2 separate regions of the Pan troglodytes genome follow, and region 1 is linked to region 2. Evidence: chromatin contacts called from public capture Hi-C data. All regions are on one chromosome and are shown on one strand. Each heading gives the region's core, a stretch centred on a gene start, on an enhancer-like site or on the middle of the called end of the contact. The rest is flanking DNA. Distances are from core to core; before and after follow the strand shown. Region 1 overlaps GRIN2B (glutamate ionotropic receptor NMDA type subunit 2B). Region 2 has its middle 82 kb from the start of EMP1.

What was found. Capture Hi-C pulls out chosen DNA fragments and counts their contacts.
Region 1: a contact with region 2 is called in a capture Hi-C map of stem cell-derived neural stem cells, with 3 times the contacts expected there. The contact joins two enhancer-like sites. A contact is called at or near these places in 1 of 7 Hi-C or Micro-C datasets (stem cell-derived neural progenitor cells) and 1 of 1 other capture datasets (stem cell-derived neural stem cells).

Annotation. Positions count from the first base shown.
Region 1 is chr10:21,088,174-21,094,740 of NHGRI_mPanTro3-v2.0_pri, reverse strand. All of the region lies in intron 3 of GRIN2B (glutamate ionotropic receptor NMDA type subunit 2B), which reads left to right. Among named protein-coding and RNA genes, the nearest start is that of GRIN2B, 35 kb to the left of the region's middle. Within about 2 kb of position 1,355, at least 2 of the 24 cell types and tissues checked have an H3K27ac peak or open chromatin away from gene starts, as enhancers often do. A contact at or near this core is called in stem cell-derived neural stem cells, where this site is marked.
Region 2 is chr10:20,423,059-20,430,398 of NHGRI_mPanTro3-v2.0_pri, reverse strand. No RefSeq gene overlaps it. Among named protein-coding and RNA genes, the nearest start is that of EMP1, 82 kb to the right of the region's middle. Within about 2 kb of position 3,753, at least 7 of the 24 cell types and tissues checked have an H3K27ac peak or open chromatin away from gene starts, as enhancers often do. A contact at or near this core is called in stem cell-derived neural stem cells, where this site is marked.

The DNA.
Region 1 (6,567 bases), core at 106-2,605, 670 kb before region 2:
GGAAACTCTTTTTAAGGAATTGTGCCCAAAGCATGAGTCAGAGGCATGAGATTAGGCTCAGAGAGCAAAGGGCATTTACTGTCGTGCAGGAATCTGAGGCATCTCAGCACTCCTTTTGTTTATTTCTTCATTGTTCATTGTGATCTGGCAAATGAGAACCCTAGGCCAGTAATTTTTAGATAGGCAAGGAGTCAAATATAAGAAACAATAATAGCAAGAATTTATTCAGCACATCCTAGCAAGCTAAATGCTTTTCCATGTATGTTCTCACTTAATCCTCATAATAATTTAATGAGATAAGTACTCTTATCATCCTTATTTTCCAAATAAGGAATAAACTTAAAGAGATGAAATAACTTGCCTTAGGTTGTGTAGCCCATAAGTGACCAAACTGGGATTTGAAGGCATGTAAATCTGACTACAGAGCTCCCACTTACAACCCCAATGCTACAGTCCTTTGGGGCTGAGCCTGGGCTGGGGTCTCAGTAAACACTCTTGGGTTGATTCATCTACTCTGTTTAAATGATTTCTAACAAGGAAGAATACTTTATAACCTCTTTTGTAACTTCTAGTGTGTGATCCCCTATTTTGACTGGCTATTCTTCCATAGATTAATACAATGATTTTCCCTCTGCGTATAAAACCATTCCTTAGCCTCAGTAGAAATAGCAAATTGATCAATATCTTCCCCTTAAAGTGGTAACTTTTCTTTTTCCTCTGGTTGTCTCTTATTTTTTCTTCTTAGGTTCTGTAATCGACATCATGATCAAAGGTAATTTAAGTGCCTGTTCTATAATGTTTACTACTTTTTGTTGCTCTGTTTTGAGTTCCTCCTTAATGAATTTAGTATATTTTGGAGAATCACAGTGCTTACGTGCATAAAGTTCATAATAAACATAAATTTGATTGGTTTGATTCTTGCAGGCTTCTGTACTGCAAACACAGTACAGCCTGGTACATATCTAAAAGTGAGTATTTTGCTGATTCCCTTTAGGCTGTATCCATCTCTGTCTCATGGCCCATCAATATACACTATATTGAATGCAACTTCTTGGCATCGTGGTTTGTGATCTTCCTCTGTAATACTAGAACATGCATGTAAATGAAATGGTTTGTTAACAATGCTATGTCCACCACATGATACCTGACACCCTCCTGTAGAGGCTAATGGCAGTGTAGATGTTATATTGATCATGAGGCCATAGAGTCCCACACAGTTGAAGCACCTTATGTCGGTGGCTTTGAGCTGATTGCCGAATGCCACGGCAGCTTTCACACTTAAAGGATTCCAGGAGGCCCTGTGGTCCCTCTGGTTGAGTGTTCAGATTAAGGGTCCTGGAAACCTGTAGCAGCCCTGGAGAGAAGAGGCAGGAAGAGGGAGAGGAAAGTTTCTGCCTTTGATCTCAGAGGGTCTGGAGGATGTGGGAGGGCCTAGGAGTTGGAAAGATTGGAAACTCGGTTTGAGACGTCTCTGTAGCAACCAGAATCTTCTAAGATGTCTCTAATAACTCTTTTACCTAGCTGAGGTTTGCTTGCTATCCAGGCTGAAATACAAACCAGCACCTCCCTTCTCCCCTCATTTCTGTCCAGGAACTATGGGTTCTTCAGGCAGTGGATTCAGCCCTGATTTGGATCTCTGGGCACTCTTAGGGTTGAAGCAATGGTCCCTCCAAAGTCCGGCAACCACACAGATAATTCTGCTATCACCTGCTGCAGGGACTAATAGCCTACCCCTGCTGAGGACTTGAGATGCAGGGAAAGTAGTAGAACCTCTGGGAACACCCTCTTAAGACTGCTTTCCCTCCTTTCCCAAGAACTTAGTTCTTTCAGAGAAAAAGCGGTCTGCAGTAGTCTGGTGAGTTTGTGGTTCCTGGGTTTTCTGAGTGGCTGCCCATCAGTTTAGAGGGACCAAAATACCGGTGACTCTAAATGGCCCATCTGTCCATGGAATTCCCATTAGTCACCAGTTACCTTCCTTACATTCTGGGTGTCGCAGCACCACAACTTTTGAGTCTTTACTCAAAAGTAAATCAAGACACACCATCCTTGGCATGCTGATGAGATTAATGTAACCTACATTTAGGGGAATTTCAGAAATTTTGTAATTAGAGGTACAGTTGCTCCTTGCAGAATCCAGGTCTCTTCAGAAATGTGGCTTTTGAGTGAATAGTCTTTGTTAAGTCACCAGTGTTGGCTCTGCCACCACCAACTGTGTTGAAATCTTTGGCATCAGAGCAGAACCGGATGACTCTGGCAAAAATGAATTTGAGAGGATATATATAAAAAAATCTAAGACCCAAATCTGTGAGACTGTGCTTTATCTCTAGCAAAGAAAAATAGGACTTCCTTGCTATTTACAGTGCTCTTTCAGCAAGGAACACATCTCAGCATCTTTAGTCCCCCCAGAGGGCTAACAAAGGTTTGTTGTTCTTTCATCGCAGCCCATTTTTGAATTTAGCATTTAAACATATGGGGCAGGGTTGGATTGATCCTTATGAAAAGAAAGCATTTACCCCAAGGATCCCCCCGGGCAGAGACTTTCTTTAGGCTTTTTCTATGAGGCAATGTGGTTATATTTGCCCCAGAACCTTCTTTCTTGTAGCTATTAGACGACAAGTTGACATTTTGTATCATATTTATGCATGTGCTACTTTTAGATACCATCTTATCCTTCCCCAATGGCACTTCTACAATTAACTGCAACATTGTTGGGTTTTGAGTGAGTAAATACCATACTTTCAGGGCCTAGGTGGCCATATGGTCACCTTTGCCATTGTTTTCTTATGGAGAGGTCCTGAGGAGAGTGAAAGAACAATTTCAGTTTAAAACTGGGCTGCTTCTCTGGTTCTGGGACAGGACAGTAAACCCAGAGGGTAGTAGGTTAAAGCCTACAGTGTGGTTTAACGTTATGGAAGTGAGTTGGAGAACAACTCATGCTTCATCCTCAGCTTTGCACTGTGTGTCAGTGATGGTTGCCATGGTGATAGCTTCCTGTCATCACTGGAAGATTTGGGCTGCAGCTGGAAAATGAGCCACAGCCAAAGGTGGGGTCCTATCAGATCAACAGCCACTTTTGATGCTAGGGTTTCAAGTTGAAAAGGAGAGGATGGAACAGATTATTGAAAATCTAAGAATATATACGATGTAGAACACCCATGGGGATGTTGAAACATTCTGTTGCAGGATGTGGATAGGATTGCTACTGGATGTATGGGAAAACCACGTGTATGGGCTTGTGATTGTCTTTTTTTCCCTTTATGGGCCACATTTCTCCAGTGAGGTGAAGCGTGACTGTCTGAGCTATGTTACAACTGCCCTGGCAAAGGCTGGTTCATGGGTTTTGCTGCTTGCTGGACCAAGCTGCTGACTCATCCCTATGGGAAGATAATGAGGAGAAGAAAGCAACATGCAGCCTACATTGCTATAATCCAAGGACAATTCACATGGCGAGCCTCAGTTTTTTCCTATCAATGGTGTTGTAGACAGTGAGGGGATACATACGTGCAACTTCATGGTTTATTCGCTACACTGACCAGACCACAGTCAGTGGGAAAAGCAACAGGTCTACAGTGTTTCAGAAGTTCTGCAACACAGCAACAAACTGGAGAACAGATACTTTTGTGAGTACATGAAGACTTTCAAAGCAGTATGAAGGCATGGATCATTTTAAGGGACTTAATGTTCAGATTTTCAGTTTCCTACTGTAGTCTTTCCTAAAATCCATCTGCTAGAGAAAGTGTCACCTCCCCTTTCATGGTTGCTCTTTTCTCTCCTTACCAAAGAAAATCACACCTCTCACTTACCCAAATTTTACTATACGCATCGCTCAAAGGTGAAAACACTTCTAAGGGTCACATAAGGGATAATTGGAAATATTTGTGTTAGGAGAAGCATCCTTTCATCAAGAACCATAGACTATCTCTGTCTCCAGCTTATTAAAAGATAACAGTCCTAATAATACATTTTTATATATTTTAAACTGTGGTAAAATACACATATTTTAAACTGTGGTAAAATACACATATCATAAAATGTAATAAGATTTTACCATTTATGTTTAATACTTGTCTGTCAAAATTAATGTGGTTATTTTATTCTCACCAAATGTTTACAAATAATTATTGTAACACTATCTCAATCCAGAAAACAACACTTAAACACCTATGATTACAGGAAATAAAAAATAATTATAAACTTCAACTTTTATATATATATATTTTGGTTGCAAAGAAGTAGAATAGTGACCAGTAAAATACTTTCAAGCATCATGTATATAATGTAACCTATATATTACATTACAATAAGATTTTGTGGCGGAGATGGAAGAGGAATTCAATGTCAGGGAAAAGAAGGAATGATATCAAATGTATAACTTAAAAAAAGGGTTAATGTTACGTTTTAAAAATGGATGGTGGTGGATATAAAGTTACTATGGTCTTTATATTCCATGGAATAATTTGGAAGAGTGGTGAAGTAATTTTATTTTAAAATGTTAGTATTTATTATATGCCAGAAATTATATACTTTGTAACTATTTAGATTATGATGAATGAAATTAGGTATCAGCTTAAAACAAATTTTTAAGAATCCTTTTAGTGGGTAACTGAGCAAACAAGTTTGAAGACATTATTTACCCCCTCCATACACAGAATTTACATATTTATACTAACTTCAACACTGGACTGTCCTTGTTTCCTCTTTTGACCCATCAATATTTTCACTCATTATCTCTCCATGGGGTGGTCTAACATCATACTCTGGAATTTCCCACAGAGCTGCTACTTCTGTTCCCAAATGAGGCTTGTTCTTCCATTTTCTTGCATTGTTATAATATGCACTGTTGTTATAATATGAGCAGTGGCTTGGCATCCTAGGCTGCCCTGTTTGGCATCTGTAGTCATTCCTTGGAATTAAATGTAGTAATAGATGGTTTACTTCCAAGTATGACTGCATCAGACTCTATTGACTCTGAAATCAATCAGGTGAAGAACTAGTTGTTTATGTTCCCATGTCTCACAGACTTCAGCTGGAGTTAGACTGACCTGCTTTAGTGACTGCCTTTGTACTGTTGCTTCTGAAGCCAAGAGATCACCCCTCATTGACTCTTAATACAGCCCATTTCACTGTAGGATTTGTACACACAGGTAGGTACTAGTGCTGCCCACTGTGCTCTATGAAAAGGCTAGCTCTGGAGAGGAAACAGTGGAAGTGGTCTATAGAAAATCTGCTGCCATTGTATTCACAGGAACTCATCACTGTTCTACCAGGTAAGACCAAGGTTCTCATATCAACAGCGGTAGGTAGCTCCTAAATAATCTTTCTCCAGGATCACACAGGCAGAGCCAGACTCAAGCAGTAACACCCTGCAGTGTAACAGGGATCTGGAGTGATACGGAAAACAAAGCCTTCAGAAGGAGGTGTAGGTTAGTTAAAACATTGTAACACCTCATAAAAATGCTTACCACCCTGCCACTTCTCACTCTTTCTAATGTCATAACAATGATACATTCAATGGATTAAGAATCTGGAACAAGAAGAGTAGCAGGTGCTTAGTTGCATTTTGCTTTGTGGGCCTGTATGTTTGCTTTGTGTTTTTCGTTTTTGGCCTGCCACAATTTGTTTAGACCCTGAACTTTTAGCCCCTATTTATGATTAGTGTCAACTTAGGAACTTCTATTGAACCACTCTATTCTTAAAAAGCACATCACCCTAGAAAAGCAGTTTATTTTTCTAGCTGTAGCCATCTGAGAAGTGATTTATGATAAACAACTCATGGTTTACTGGAATCATACAAATTAACTTAACCAACAGTCCAGAACTTAAAAAATTAAAGCCATAAGCATGTAAGAAAATAGATAACTGAATCAATGGCCCATAGCTCTCCCTCTCAGCTGGGAACTTCCACATTTCTTCTGTATTCTAGATTACCTGTCATGGTCTGAGACATATAGTCAATTGATGAAAAATACTTGATTAATTAGTTGAAAGCCTTTATATTTCTATGTTAAAACTATAAGAAATGTTTCTTTTTTGGACTCAAGTCAGTTATGGGTTTACGTCCCTGCCCCTAACTAACTTCATGGCCTTGGGCAAGTTGTTGCACTTTTCTGATGCTCATTTTAATTGTTTGTAAAATGAGAAGTAGGAAGCCTACCATGCAGAGTTGGGAGGACTAGAGGAAGTAGATGTAAAATACAAAGATGCTGAATAACTGGAGCTGCTGTTACCATTTTCCTCAAAGGCATCTCAGTAAGTGTCTCTCTGTACGTGGAGCTTTGCAAGAACCTGGCCACAGAGCAAGAGGTGGACAGCAGGCCAGCCAGCTGGGAGAAGCGTCTCAAGTAGATGTACACACAGCTCTGCTTCTGTTGGGAAGCTACCTTGGGGCAGGGACAAGGATTCTATCTGTAGCAACACATAGGAGTCATTTGGTGATTTAGACTTGTGTGAAGTGTTGTGAAATGTTGGGTTGTATGACTGAGATAGTGGCTTTGGAATATTACCTCTCCTCAACAGTATGTGGTTAAAGAAGGGTTTTAGGAAATCATGGAAGGCACTTATAGGAAG
Region 2 (7,340 bases), core at 2,504-5,003:
TAGATGACAGATAAGTTTCTGTGTTTCAGAGTGTGAGCAATATCATGAAGGAGGTAAGCAAGGTGATGTGGGATAGCTGGGAGCATGAGGATGAGCAGAAAAGGCATCTTTATAGGACGAGAAGGCGGTCTCTTATAAAAAAGACCCAGGCAGAGAGCAAATAATCCAGGTCCATGGGTCAGGAGATGCAAAGGCCATATATAGAGAAAAAGCTTCCCATGTTCAAGGACCAGAAATGAAACCTTTGTATATAGAGCATATTGAGAAGGGAGTGATCATAACCAGGTGAGGATGAAGCGGGGCAAGGCCACATTGTGGACAGTCTTGGAGGCCATTCAAAGCCTTTGGATTTTATTCTAAGTGTGATGGGAAATCAAAGAAGAGCATTTAAGCAGGGGAAGGATCTGACCTGATTTATGCTTTTGTAAGTTCATTTTCACTGATGCATGAAGAATGAATTATGGGGAGGAAGGGGCAAGAGGCAGAGCAGAGAGACAAGTTCAAAGCTTTTGCACCAGGCCAGGTAAGAGATCGTGGCAGCTTAAACTACAGGATGGCAGTGATCATGGTGAGAAATGGGCCAATTTGAGACCTATATTGGAAGTAAACTTGATAGAACTTGCTGATGGATGGGATATAGAGATGAGGAAAAGGGAGGAATCAAGGATGACTCAAGAGTTCTAGTGTAAGCAACTAGGTGGATGATAATGCCATTTCTTGAATTGGGGACATAGAGAGAGGAACAGAACCAGCTGGCAGTTGGGTACAGAAGAGAATTAAGAGTTTTGTTTTAGATATGCTAAATTTAAGATTCCAATGAGACACGCTGGTGGAGATGTCAATTTGACAGTTGGATGTAAGAGCCTGGGCCTCCATGGTGAGGGCTCTGAGATGGGGATCTATTTGGAGGCATCACTGGAGAGATGGTATTTATGCCATGGGAGTACACCGATGAAGAGAAGAGAGTAGATGAGACAGGAAGAGAAAGGAAGAAAAGGGAGCCCGGGACAAGGTCCTGGGGCACTTCAGTATTTGTTCATCTTCTCCAAAAGCAGAAGCCACTAGAACTGTATGAGAAGCAGAGGCCACTGATACAGAAAAAATACAAGCTACTGTGATGTCATGAAACTAAGAAAAAGAGTGTTTCACAGAGGACAGTGGGGTCAAGTATTCCAAATATGATTGAAAGAACCAATATAAGGCCAGAAAACTACCTGCTGGATTTAGAATGTTAGAGATTGAAGGGTAATTTTGGTAAAGTAATGTAATGAGCCAGATCGGAGCAAACTTAAGAGTAGTTTGTAGGTGAAGAGATAGAATCAGTGTGTGCAGACTTTGGAAAAGTTTTATTACAGATGAGGCTCTAGGTAGAGAGGGATGTAGCATTGGAGACTTTTGTGAAGCTGCAGAATGATAGAGCATATTTATGTGTTGGTGAGAACGAACATTAAAGAGGGAGGGACTGATGATGCAGGAGAAAAAAGGAGTAATGAGGAAGAAAAGTCCTTGAGAAAGGCAGAGTGGAGGAAAGCCAGTTTTGCTTTCTTATAATATAAACAGGAAGGAAGGGAATTTTTTTCCATACTAAGAGGAGGAAAAGAGAAAATGGGTACACTGGGTACACACAGGTTCATGTGTAGACCAGGTGGTTGGGAGAAAAGGGAGTTCTCCTCCAATCATTCCCATTTCTCAGTGAAGAGTGATAGGAGATCATCAACTGTGATGGGGAGTGATGGAGGGGCAGAGGTGGGAAGAGGGTGTTGAGGAGCAAGTGTAAAGCCTCTCCTCATGGTGTCTCACACTCTCTGCTCCAGTGCGGCAGCCCAAAGTCAGGCCCTGACTGTCTCCATCTGTACTACCACAACAGCCCCCCAAACCTTCCATGCCCAGCTGCCAACCCCCAGCACCTCAATCCCTTATCTACCCATCCTTTGAAGAAATATCCCTAAACCATTGATATGATTTGCATCTGTGTCCCCACCCAAATCTTGTAATTAATCCTCAGTGTTGGAGGAGAGGGCTTGTGGGAGGTGGTTGGATCATGGAGGAGGACTTCTCTCTTGTTGTTCTTGTGATAGACTTCTCCCAAGTTCTGCTTGTTTAATGGTGTATAGCACCTCTCCCCCAGCTCCCCACCCCGCTCTCTGTTTCCTGCCAGCCATATGAAGATATGCCTGCTTTCCCTTTGCCTTCTGCCATGATCATAAGCTTCCTGAGGTCTCCCCAGAAGCAGAAGCCTGTACAACCTGCAGAACAGTGAGCCAATTAAACTTCTTTTCATTATAAATTATACAGTCCCAGATATGTCTTTACAGCAGTGTGAGAATGAACTAATACAACCACAGATTTGTTGTGCCATGAAAACCTTTGATGGGCTTTGCAGTCCAAAGACCAATGCACTAACTCCTCATTTGGGCTTTAGGGTTCTCCATTTTCTGGTCTAACTTTTGCAGGCTTGTGCCCAAAACATCCTCTTCTCCTCTACCTTCTATGGAGCCACTGCAGCCTACTCATGGCTCTCTCCAACTGCTGTGGCATCTGTCACTTTTATGTCTTTGTTCAAGCTTTTCTCTCTCACTGGCCTGCCTTCCTCCTTCTTGCAGAAGTCCTACCCATTCTTCAAGATCCAACTCAAATCCCACTTATTTCACGAAACTGATCAGATCTCTCTCCCCCCCATAGTATCTTATCCCTTTAGAACTTATTATAAAAGATCCAAGCATGACTTGTATTATAAGCACATGCATAGGAATGTCTATATGTGTGCTTGTGTCTGTCTCTAAGGAAAGAAGAAAGGAAGGAAGGGAAGAAGGGATGAAAGGGAGAGGCATATGGAGAAAGAGGAAGGAAAAGTGGAGGCGCATCGTGGGCCCCTGGTGTTTCACCTCAATGGTTTGAGTAAAAGTGCTCAACAGTGTTGCCCAGGAGTGGCAAGCGTCTCGGAGCCACAGCTTCTCCCGGGCGCGCCTACGGGTCTCAGGGCTGACAAGCCCTTTCCCCTCCCCTCTGTTCCCACTCCCCCTTTCTTCCCCTAGTGCCTCCATCTTAGTTGCCCAGTAATTGCATCAAATCTGAAGAAGCAGATCCGTCTCTAAAAAGAGCAGTGGGAGGGAATTGCGCTGCTCTTTTCAGAGATGAGAATTGAGAGAAATAGGGCAGAGAGATGAAAATGTAATGTTGAAAAATTCATGCTAGAGGAAGCACGTGCTGGCCCTCCCCTGCTCTGCCTCCCATCTGATAAGCTTCTGGCAGAGGCCTGGCTTTCCAGGCACATGAGAAGACCATGGGAGGTTTGGCCAAATCTGTCTGAGGGTGACCTGAGAACTGGCAGGGGTCTGGGGAGTGCCCACGCGTGTGCAGGGACAGAGCTGCCACTTGGCTTCTAGGGGCCTGTGTTGTCGAGGGGCTGGGGTCAGTAAGAGGGCAGGGGAGGGAGAGGAGGTGTCCTCCCGATCTACATCAAGAGCTGCCCCTCTACGCCACCTCCCGCCACTCCTGATGAATTCAGGCCTGGCAGGCACTGCAGTCCACAGACTCACAGGTCCCGTGTGTTTAGGAATCCTGGGAGGCAAGGCTCGACCCTGGGCCAGGCGAGCGGCTGGCCTCGCTGCACTTCGTTGAGCACTGTGTGCTCTGAGCCTAGGGCGGGAGAGTTGAGGTGGCCCGGCTCTAGTGGCCCGAAAAGGCCAGGTCTCATTCCCAGCCCTAGTCTCTGACTCCCCTCGGAAAGCACTGCAGAGGCTGCGGCCTGATTAATGCTGCACGCTAATGTGTACAGGAGACCGGCTTGCGATTCCCGGCCAGCGGCCCCTGCTCCCCTGCACAGAGGCGGCGCCAGCTGCTCGACTGCGACCCCTGGCGGCCGCTGGAGGCACTCTCTGCGGAGCTTCAAAATCGAATGGGCCGCTGGACACGAAGTCGAGGGAGTATTAAAAAAAAACAACAAAAAACGGGGTAAGAGCTATGCACCCCCAGATGGTGCAGGGTGGGAGGTGGAGAATGAAGGGGAAGCCAATTTTGCTTTCTTATAATATAAACAGGAAGGAAGGGAACAATCTGTCGGGGATGGTGGGGGCTGATGCAGGGTAATGGGAGGGGGAAGGTGGAAATGTGAAAATCTGTTTATAGTTGGAATGGAATCTGTTTAATATGATGCTTACACAAAATAAGACTTATAAGTTTTTCTCTGTTCTGAACCGTTTCCCTCATCTTCATTTTAAGTAGCAAAAGAACTCTGACCTGTTTTTTCTCTTTCATACTCCCAAACCAGGCTGTGTTTTCAAAGAGGCATTCATTCAAAGAAATAAAACATACTTTGGCTTCCTCCAGTGCCTTCAGTGAGCCTAAGTCCAAACTGTCAATATAATACCAGAGTTGACAGCCTGGACATTGGAGAGGGACAGTGTAAATTCAATACGTATCTATACGTTAACTATGTGACCTTGAGCAATTTGCTCAACCTCGCTGAACCTTCTTTTCCTTATTCAAAAAACAAAATATAAGCAAAACGCACTGCTAAGATTGTGGTGATAAAGAGAATCCTGCCTCATCTCTACTTCCAGGACAAAGAAGCCGTCTATTGTGGTTCTGCGTTCCCTTCCCTGGCAGGACCCCTTTGTGTTGTGACTGTGACAGACTCAGTTCATTAATAGATCAAGTGCCTATGAGTAGCAAGGGGATGAGTCCTCTGGGACTTTCCCTGACTCCTTCCCTTTCTTTCTCATCAGTTCACACAGCCCTCTAGCCCGTGTCTGCCATGCAAGACAACCAGGCAGCACCCACAAAATGTTGCGTATGGTGTATGTGTTTAGTGTACAAGGGGTTTCTTGGCACAGAGCTGATCTTAGCTGAGGGTGGAGTCTGATGCCTTCAGCCAATTCTTAAAGGCTACAGATCAATGTCCTTCTCCTTGGTGTCAGCATTGCAAATATGCAATGCTTCGATATGCGGCCTGCTAGTGGCTCCAACTATGAAGAGGTTCTCCAAGTGGCTTCTCCCACTAGTGTAGTGGGAGAGGCACAACATACACACAGGAAAAACTGAATAAGAAGTCATGATTCTAGACACCAATGTGTAAAGAAAGGGCCAGCTGAGGGGCTCACAGAGCACTATCAGCGATCAGAGGATAGGAAAACTCCCTCCGACAGAAGTTGAGGGCTCACCTGAGCCCCAAGAGCTACAGAAAGTGGTCCTGGTGCTGTGATGAAGTGGGCAAGCTCTTCCCTCTACTTCAGGGTGGAACACTGGAAGGGCATATCACAAGGTGTATCATCCACGAGGAGGAAGGAGAACATATGCAACACATCTGAATCTTCAAAGGTAATAGGCTCTTGAAGATGCCGGGCTGTCTTTAGCCCCAGATCTTGGGGCTTATTGCAGGGCATGACTCTTATCTAAAGGCTTCACCACGGAACCTCTGACTACTCAGTGACCTTCTTCTGGAGGACAAAACTGATTTGCAATTAAGTTCCTAGGGATGAGCAAGAGGAGAGAAGTCAGGGACCTGGTTATTCACAATTTTTTTGTCCATTTATTCATCAGTTCACTCACATAATCATCTATCCATCCATGTATCCATTCCATCTTTCATTCACTCACTATGTATTTTATATAGCAATTGTTATGTGCCCAGCCCAGTGTCCTGCGTTATGAGAAGTACAATTGTGTATCTCCTTTCCTTCTACCCTAAGGAAGATTCTACAATCCTCTACTCAGTGTTGAAGATTCTCCTCTTCTGTCCCACCCCATCTGGGGGAGCAGATGTCCTATGACATTCACACAGTTCATTCCGCCGCAGAAGCAGTGCCCTAACAGCGCTGATCCCACTGCTCTCAGCAAACCCTCTCATACTGGATCTAACTGTTTAGACATGACAGATCCACCCACCCACTTCCCAAAAGGACAAAGAAGATAGGACTCAGTGTGCTGGCCCCTTAGAATCAAATATCATGTTTGCCACTGACAACTGACCTGTGAGCTGGTTCCAGTCTCCGCCTCACATGGGCCCCCTCCCTAGGTGTTCACCTAGAACCATTCCAGTCGCCTTTTTTCCTCGCCTGCTGCCTCACTCCCACCCTCTGCCTTTGTGGGATTTGTGACAATCTTTGCTCTTTAAAATATTTTCTGGAGTGTATTTGTGTGTCTTTAGTGGTGGTGGAATGCTGTATAATTATCTCCCGATTCATCAGGCTCCTTAACAGGCAAATGCCTTTCTTTCCAATAAGTTTCTCTGGCTGAGGCACCAATAGGCCTTGTTGCTACGGAAACCAGAACGTTTCTTTCTCTATTTTAATGGTATGTTGAAAGTGCGGCGTGCATGTGCATGCACACATATGGTGGCTGCTGGTCTTTTCAGCTCTTTTTTCCTTCCCTACCTCTGCTGACCTGTCTGGCATTTTCCCGACCTCACATGTTTCAGGACGTCCCTCTCATCCACAGCCCCTGCTTGCCCCCTTCCTGCCTTTCACTGTGCCTCCACCTCCCCCTACCCTTCCATCTGGTGTTCTCAGCTGTTTAAAAAAAATACCAGTTGGCTTTGCATGAAATCTAAGAGAGAGAGGCAAATAAAAGGTAATTGTGGAAACAAAGCACTGCAAAAGGCTTTGACCAGCCAGGTGTTTCCTGCTGGAAGGCTAGTGGCCTCACTTGGCCATCTTCCTAGCACATGGGGCTGCTTCGGAGAAGGAGAGGGGATGGAGAGAGAGCAGCTCGGTGCAAGAGTAAAGAGAGAGCATATCCCCGCAGCACCATCTGCTGCTGCTGCTCCTGGGCACAGAGGAACTTCTCTCCACCCAAGTCCCTGGGTTTGGTTCAAGGACTATTGGAGGAGGGGAGGGCTCTGTTGAAATTTATTTGTTTATTCAGTTAGTCAACAAACACTCACTGAACACTTAGCATATACCAGGCACTGTTCTAGGCACTGGGGATATGCTGAGGGTTCCTGTCCTCGAGAAGCAAGCCTTGCTCACAGACAGTTGCCAAGGCAGCATGATAAGTGGTGAGAGGCACAGTGACATTTGGGCTCTGGAATGAGACAAGCTTAAGTTTGAGCCCCAGGCCACCATTTTTTAGCTGTGACCTTGGGTAAATGACTAAACCTCTAGAAAGCTCAGTTTCCTTATCCCTAAATGTAGCTTTATAATAAAGTTGTTTCAGAAGATAATAAAATAATGAGTCTTTATTAGCATAATCAATAAACGTTGGTTGCCAATGTTGTCTCTTTCATTATTATTACCATTATCAGGGTCTTAAGGGGCTCATGGTAACATGCAAGGTGCCCACAGACATAGGCAAGGCAACACCAAGAAGGGTTTGACCAGACATTTTCTGAGTAGGAAAGT